Linked DNA regions of Muntiacus reevesi: region 2 is linked to region 1. The links are chromatin contacts, called in public Hi-C maps. All regions are on one chromosome and are shown on one strand. The core of a region is the stretch at or near the end of the contact, and the rest is flanking DNA. Distances in the headings are between cores, read along the strand shown.

Evidence for each region. A called contact is a pair of places that touch in the nucleus more often than the background predicts.
Region 2: a Hi-C map of blood shows a contact between it and region 1, with 2.3 times the contacts expected there. The contact joins the promoter of PPM1K here to the promoter of PIGY in region 1. A contact is called at or near these places in 2 of 3 Hi-C or Micro-C datasets (blood and muscle).

The regions. Positions count from the first base shown.
Region 1 is chr16:34,572,908-34,575,968 of mMunRee1.1, reverse strand. It overlaps PIGY (phosphatidylinositol glycan anchor biosynthesis class Y), which reads right to left and starts at 1,256. Exons shown (of 1, transcript XM_065907565.1): 1 at 470-1,256. The coding sequence starts at 1,256. The coding sequence ends at 1,041. It overlaps PYURF (PIGY upstream open reading frame), which reads right to left. Exons shown (of 2, transcript XM_065907564.1): 1 at 3,028-3,061; 2 at 1,349-1,490. The coding sequence ends at 1,349.
Region 2 is chr16:34,762,249-34,764,948 of mMunRee1.1, reverse strand. It overlaps PPM1K (protein phosphatase, Mg2+/Mn2+ dependent 1K), which reads right to left and starts at 1,435. Exons shown (of 8, transcript XR_010659393.1): 1 at 1,246-1,435.

The sequences.
Region 1 (3,061 bases), core at 7-2,506:
GGAGAAGAATCACTATCTAAAGTTTCTGTTAAACTGCTTTAAGATTCTATTAAGAATCAATTAGTTATATTCAGTTCTTAGGTTTCTTTGGGGTAACTACTGAAACACGTTGCACCTCTGAAACAGTTACTAATCAGTCTTGTTGAAAGTTCTGGAAAGTCAGGAACTATTAATATGTCAAATGCTCATGCTCTTAGTATTGCTAAATAGGTCCATGGCAGGAAAATGAACTGAAATGTGAGGCATAACACTAAACTCTGGGACACAATCAGCTATTTTCAAGCCTTTCAACCCCACCTCTACTCCCAGAAGCACATACTTTCCTGGGTAATTTTTCTACTTTGGGTAGTTAAGTGTCTCTCTAAACATAGCCTACAGTTTGAAATTCAGAATATTTTACATTTCCCCTTTCTTAGAATCACACTCTTGTGACCAAAGGAGGGGGAGAAAACACAAAACTGCAAATTGCTTTATGGCAAGTGTCAATTTCTTTTTATTATTTTATTAAAATTAATGTAAGCATTTGATGCCAAAGAAATGATGGTGATTTTAAAAACTCAGAATTTTGGCAAGTCCATGAAGTTTCCATTTTATTATAGTTTTATATCACATTAGTTCAAATGCATTTCTCTATAGTTACTCCACCATAGCTCCTTTGGAATTAGTCATCATTAACATGTGACATTACCAAAGACTTTGAATCTAAACATAAAATTTCAAAATAGTAACTTTTAATTATGAATGGGTAAGCCATCAAATGATGGTTGGGGCTGTTAATTTCCAACAAGACACTTTGCTGAAATGTTCCTTCTGATACCCCAGGAATAAATGAGAACCTTCAAAAAACAAGGGCAGAACCAAAGTACAGTAAAGATGCCTCTGCAGCTTAAGCCTTCCATAGACCTAGACCCCTGACAGAAACCTAGGCAAAGCATCTTTCCTACAAATTAAGCCGGTTTCCAGTATTTCCATGTAGACGTGCTTTCAGAGACAGGCACTCAAGCATATCATTAGGATATACCATCTTGGCTCTTTCTGCGTTAATTATGCCTGAAGAGTTTAATACCCATCCAAGTCCAAAGGTGGAAGAACACGTAAACAGGTATGGTGATCGGCAAGAGCAGACTGTAAAAGCACAGACTGGTGGTGCTAGTGCAGCCCTGAGGGAAGTCCTCTTCCACAGAGGCTGAGTAAAACAGTCCTGCTAAAGACACCAGCGGGATCAGGACAGTCAACGTAGGGAGAGACAGAAACATCCTTCTCCTCCACTTATTACCCGCCACTCTGACTTTTTACAAGGTAGGTGGTATTTAGAATGTTTAGTTGTGTGTGTTGTTTTAAATATGATCTAGTGCTGCTCCACTTCTTCTTGCTTCTTATTTTGATGTGTCATCCTAGCTGCCTGTGGTATCATATTAGGAATCCCATCAATAATTGGATAGGCTATGCCTAACTCTTCATTAATCAATTCATTTGTCGATGCTTCATATCTGAGGGGGAAAAAAAACCAAAATGAATCATGGAAAACAAAATGCTTGGAAGAGCTTGATGTTCAGTAAACAGTAACATTTATCTAATTCTACATGGAGTTAATCCAAGAAAAGCAGAATTAGACTGCTTTTCATTTTAAAAGCAGTAATAGCCAATCGAACTATTTCTCTTAGAAAAATAAGTCTCTTAATTGTTCCCATTTTAGTCAGTTTCTCTCATTTTCTTTTTTCACTTTATCCTCAAGCTATGCCTTAATCTTCTAAAATACCAGTCAGAAAAGATCTTGCCCTTTTCATCCAAATATCCCTTCATTATTCTTTTCAACCCCAAACAAGCCCCATTAATTTACTACTGGAACAGACACTAGAGGAAATTTCAACTTCTTCGTTTTAGAATACATGCTTAATAGAGCAGCCTTATTGACCCATTAAAAGGGAAACCACTGAAAAATCAAAATACACAAGTCTGAGAAAGAGAAGGCAAAAATGAGGAAACTTCTGAATGTTAGGTCTGCAAGTGTGCTATTTACACAATTAGCCAAAAAGCAGATCAAGTGGTAATTTCAAGGTTTAAGAAAACTGAATGAGCAATATGTTCATTATGAAAAATATTCAGAAAAAGAAATGAAAAAGATGAAAATAAAGATTACTAGCAATCTACCACCCAAAGACTGCTACTGATAACATTTCGGTGTTTACTAGTGTTGTGAATGTTCAGTTTTAGTAGCCTGAGACACTAGGGCTGTTAATCCTCAAGGCTGGGTTAAAGGTTAAGAAGGTCTAAAAAAAAACCCCCCAAAAACCAGCTAGTTGAGAACTAAAAGCCAAAGGGCAGCACACGTAGTTTACATGCTTAAGATCGTATACGGCATTTCCCCAAGAATCTGGAAGCTACTACATTTTTCATCATCTTGGCTTAAAAATCTGAATGCTTTGGGTTTCCAATAGTTCATAAACTTGGCTCTACGTGAGAAACACTTGCGGTCCTCTTAAGAAAATACATAATGGCTCAGACCCCGCCTCCAGGCCTTCGGATTCACTCCGCCCTGGGTGCTGCCTGGAAATTTGCCAGCAACGTAGGCGAGACAGGACACCCGGGTTCGAGCCCTCGGTGGGGAACATGGCCTGGAGGAGGAAATGGTAACCCACTGCACTCTTCTTGACTAGAAAATTCCGTAGGCAGAGGAGCGTGGTGGGCTACAGTCCAAAGGGTCGCAGAGTCGGACACGACTGAACACAGCAGTAGCAACTGGCGATTCTAATGCGCAGCCCGTGACTAACCTATATGCGCCTCGACCCAAGCCTGCGAGTCGGCGGTTTGGCTCCGGAGGCCTCGGTTCCCCTCCGGTCTCCCGTCTCCCTTCCCCCCGCAGAGGGAAGATTTGGGAGCTGGCGGGCCCAGGTCCAAAAAATGGCAGCAAGGAATACCCAGAGTGACCTAAAAGACTCCTCAATGGCTGTAAACGGCCATGCGGTCTACCTGTCCACTCCCCTCGATTGAGGCCACGAAGGAAAACCCGCAGTGGGCGAATCTCACCTGAGCGGCTTCTTGGAGAGCGGACACACCAGAA
Region 2 (2,700 bases), core at 186-2,685, 190 kb before region 1:
AAAAAAAAATCTTGAAAAATTATAACTGATATATTTTATTATACAGTGGAGTGTTTTTTCTCCTAGGCTAAGACACCACTGTTATCTTTCAAGACCATTATAATCTGTCACCTTAGTTACTCATTCTGAAACCGCCCACAACCTCATTCTTTCCTCCATACAGGCGAAGAGGGTGCAAAAGACTGAAGGGGCCTTGCTGCACATTTCCAGTCTGAAGCTCGGAAAGGCAAGCGGAGCTTTAGAGACCCAAGTTCCCTGTCTATTGCCACCCGGAGTCTCGTCTTTGTCACCTCCCGTGAAATCTACAGACAGCGGCTGCTAAAAAAGACATCAAGCGCCAGAAGGCCTTGAGATTACAGTGCTCTTTTGGCAAAGCAAAACCCACGTCCTCAGATCGACAGCAACCAGGGCTCTGCATCGTTCTCTGCTCCGATCCCCCGAAAAGCTCACCCTTGGACAGTTCGGGTCCAGCCAGTTGGCTGACTGGCCGTGACTGATGAATGACCAGGGCGAAACACGGCAAGAAGCACACCCTCCCGCCGGCGCAGTCCGCGGGCAGTGCAGATGGCTGGGTTCCCTCCAGCACTTTCCGCCGCCGTGTCTCCGCCTCTCAACCACCCTCGCTGCGTACAGATTCCGGGTGTCGCCACGTCTCCCTCAGCCCGACCGCCGCTGCAGCGGCTAGGAGGCGCTGACACTCGCAGCATCCTCCCGCCCGCAGGTTGAGGGTGGGCGACTCGAGGCTTCGCTGAAGGGAAGCGCGGGCTGCGAACCCCTTCCTCTCGTCCATCAGTTCAGTTCAGTCGCTCAGTCGTGTCTGACTCTTTGCGACCCTATGGACTTGCAGCACGCCAGCGATCGTTCCTTCCAAGTTCCATTCCCTCCTGCCATCCCGGTCGAGCACACTCGCGGGCAGGAGCCTCCAGCCTTCCGGCCGAGTTTAGGCAGAACGTAAAATCTCCGCAGAAAATGCCAGCAGCGGGTGGCTCAGCCGAGGTGGGCCCCGCCCCGACAAGCTGCTCCAGACCTCGAAACGGAAGAAAGCTGCGCACAGCGAACCCAGACACTGACCGCTGGGCATGCACTGAAGAGGCTGGAGAAATTAAACCGACATTTCCCCTCCTCTCCCTGGGGAACCCGTTTACTCTCCATTCCGCGGGTGGGGAGCAATGGGACGTGCCCTCTCCTGTAAATAATATTATAAACGGTTAACAGATAAATGAAATGCACTCTCCAAGCTCTTACCTCGTGATGGCAATATCCCTGGAAAATGTTCAATTAGCTAATGGAGGGCGGGAGAGGGGTTTTCTGTAAATAAGACTGCCTTCTCCGATGTTTTCAATCTCTGAGGAAGCAGTTAGAACAGCCACTGGCTCAATCTGCTGGAAATTCTTGAGAATTTTTCGCCCGCAGTGGGCCAGATAGAGAGGGGAAGTCCGTTCCCGCTGACTGACGGCAGCTCCAACCAACCCACGCTTCACGAGGAGGCGCGCCCGCGGCCCGGCCCTTAGTCGCAGCCAATCACAGGTTCCGACAGGAACCGTGCTCCCCGCGAGATCAGTTTGACTTGACTGACTTTAGCAGCTCGCAGCAGAGCGACGTCGACTTGGGCCAGTCGTGGCTTTTGGGGGATGTCCGCCCTCCTGAAGGCCATGGGGCGCAAACCAACGAGGGAACGCCTCGGCGGTGGACGAGAAATCTTGGTACCTCGCCATAGGTTTCCCTTGTAGCTCAGTTGGTAAAGAATCTGCCTACGATGCAGGAGACTCGGGTTCCATTCCTGGGTTGGGAAGATCCCCTGGAGAAGGAAATGGCAATCCACGCCAGTATTCTTGCCTGGAGTATCCCGTGGACTGTAGCCTACCAGGCTCTTCTGTCCATGGAATCGCAAGAGTCGGACACGACTTAGCGACTAAACCACCTCCACCACATAGGATTGAGGAGAGGTGGTGTTGTGTCGCTTGGGGCAATGGCTCGGTAGTTGTGACCTCTAGGAATGAGAACGAAATGCCAGCATTTAGCACTTTGCAGGGCAAAGGTATTGGAAGGCATCAGGTTTCACTGCTATTCTTTGAAACATTCACAGTACACCTTTCTTCCTGACTGAGCAGGCATCTTGTGATCCCTTGGGAATTTTGTTTTTGTTTTTGTTTTTTGTTTGTTTTTTTTTACCTTTTTTTTTGGCTGTGGCCCACAGGCTGTGAGATCTTGGTTCCCTGACCAGGGATGGAACCCCTGTCCCCTGTAGTGGAGCGAGAGTCCTAACCACTGAACTGCCAGGAAATGCTCATTGAGAATGTTGGTTCTTTCATTTGACAAGCATAAGCATTGATATTTGTTTAGGGAGGACCTTTTGAATACCTGGCACTGGGATATAATCTTAAAGCAAATAGATATGATAGTCGCCTTCATAAAGCTGCCAGTCTAATTGAGGAGGAAGAGGGAGAAGACGAACAGGTAAACAAGCCAATAAAATAATAACAAATCACGACAAGGAATGAAATAGACAAGATGTGGGTATAGAGAATAATTGGAGGTTGAAGTTAGATAGGGAGGGTTGTTATGTAAGAACTTTATTACATTTAATGGAAGAGTGAGGTCAGTCAGCCATGGAACTTGGAAAGAGATGACTGTTCTGGGCAGACAAGACGCAGAGCAAACGTCCTGAGGTGGGACAGCTTGACATTTTGGGAGAACAGA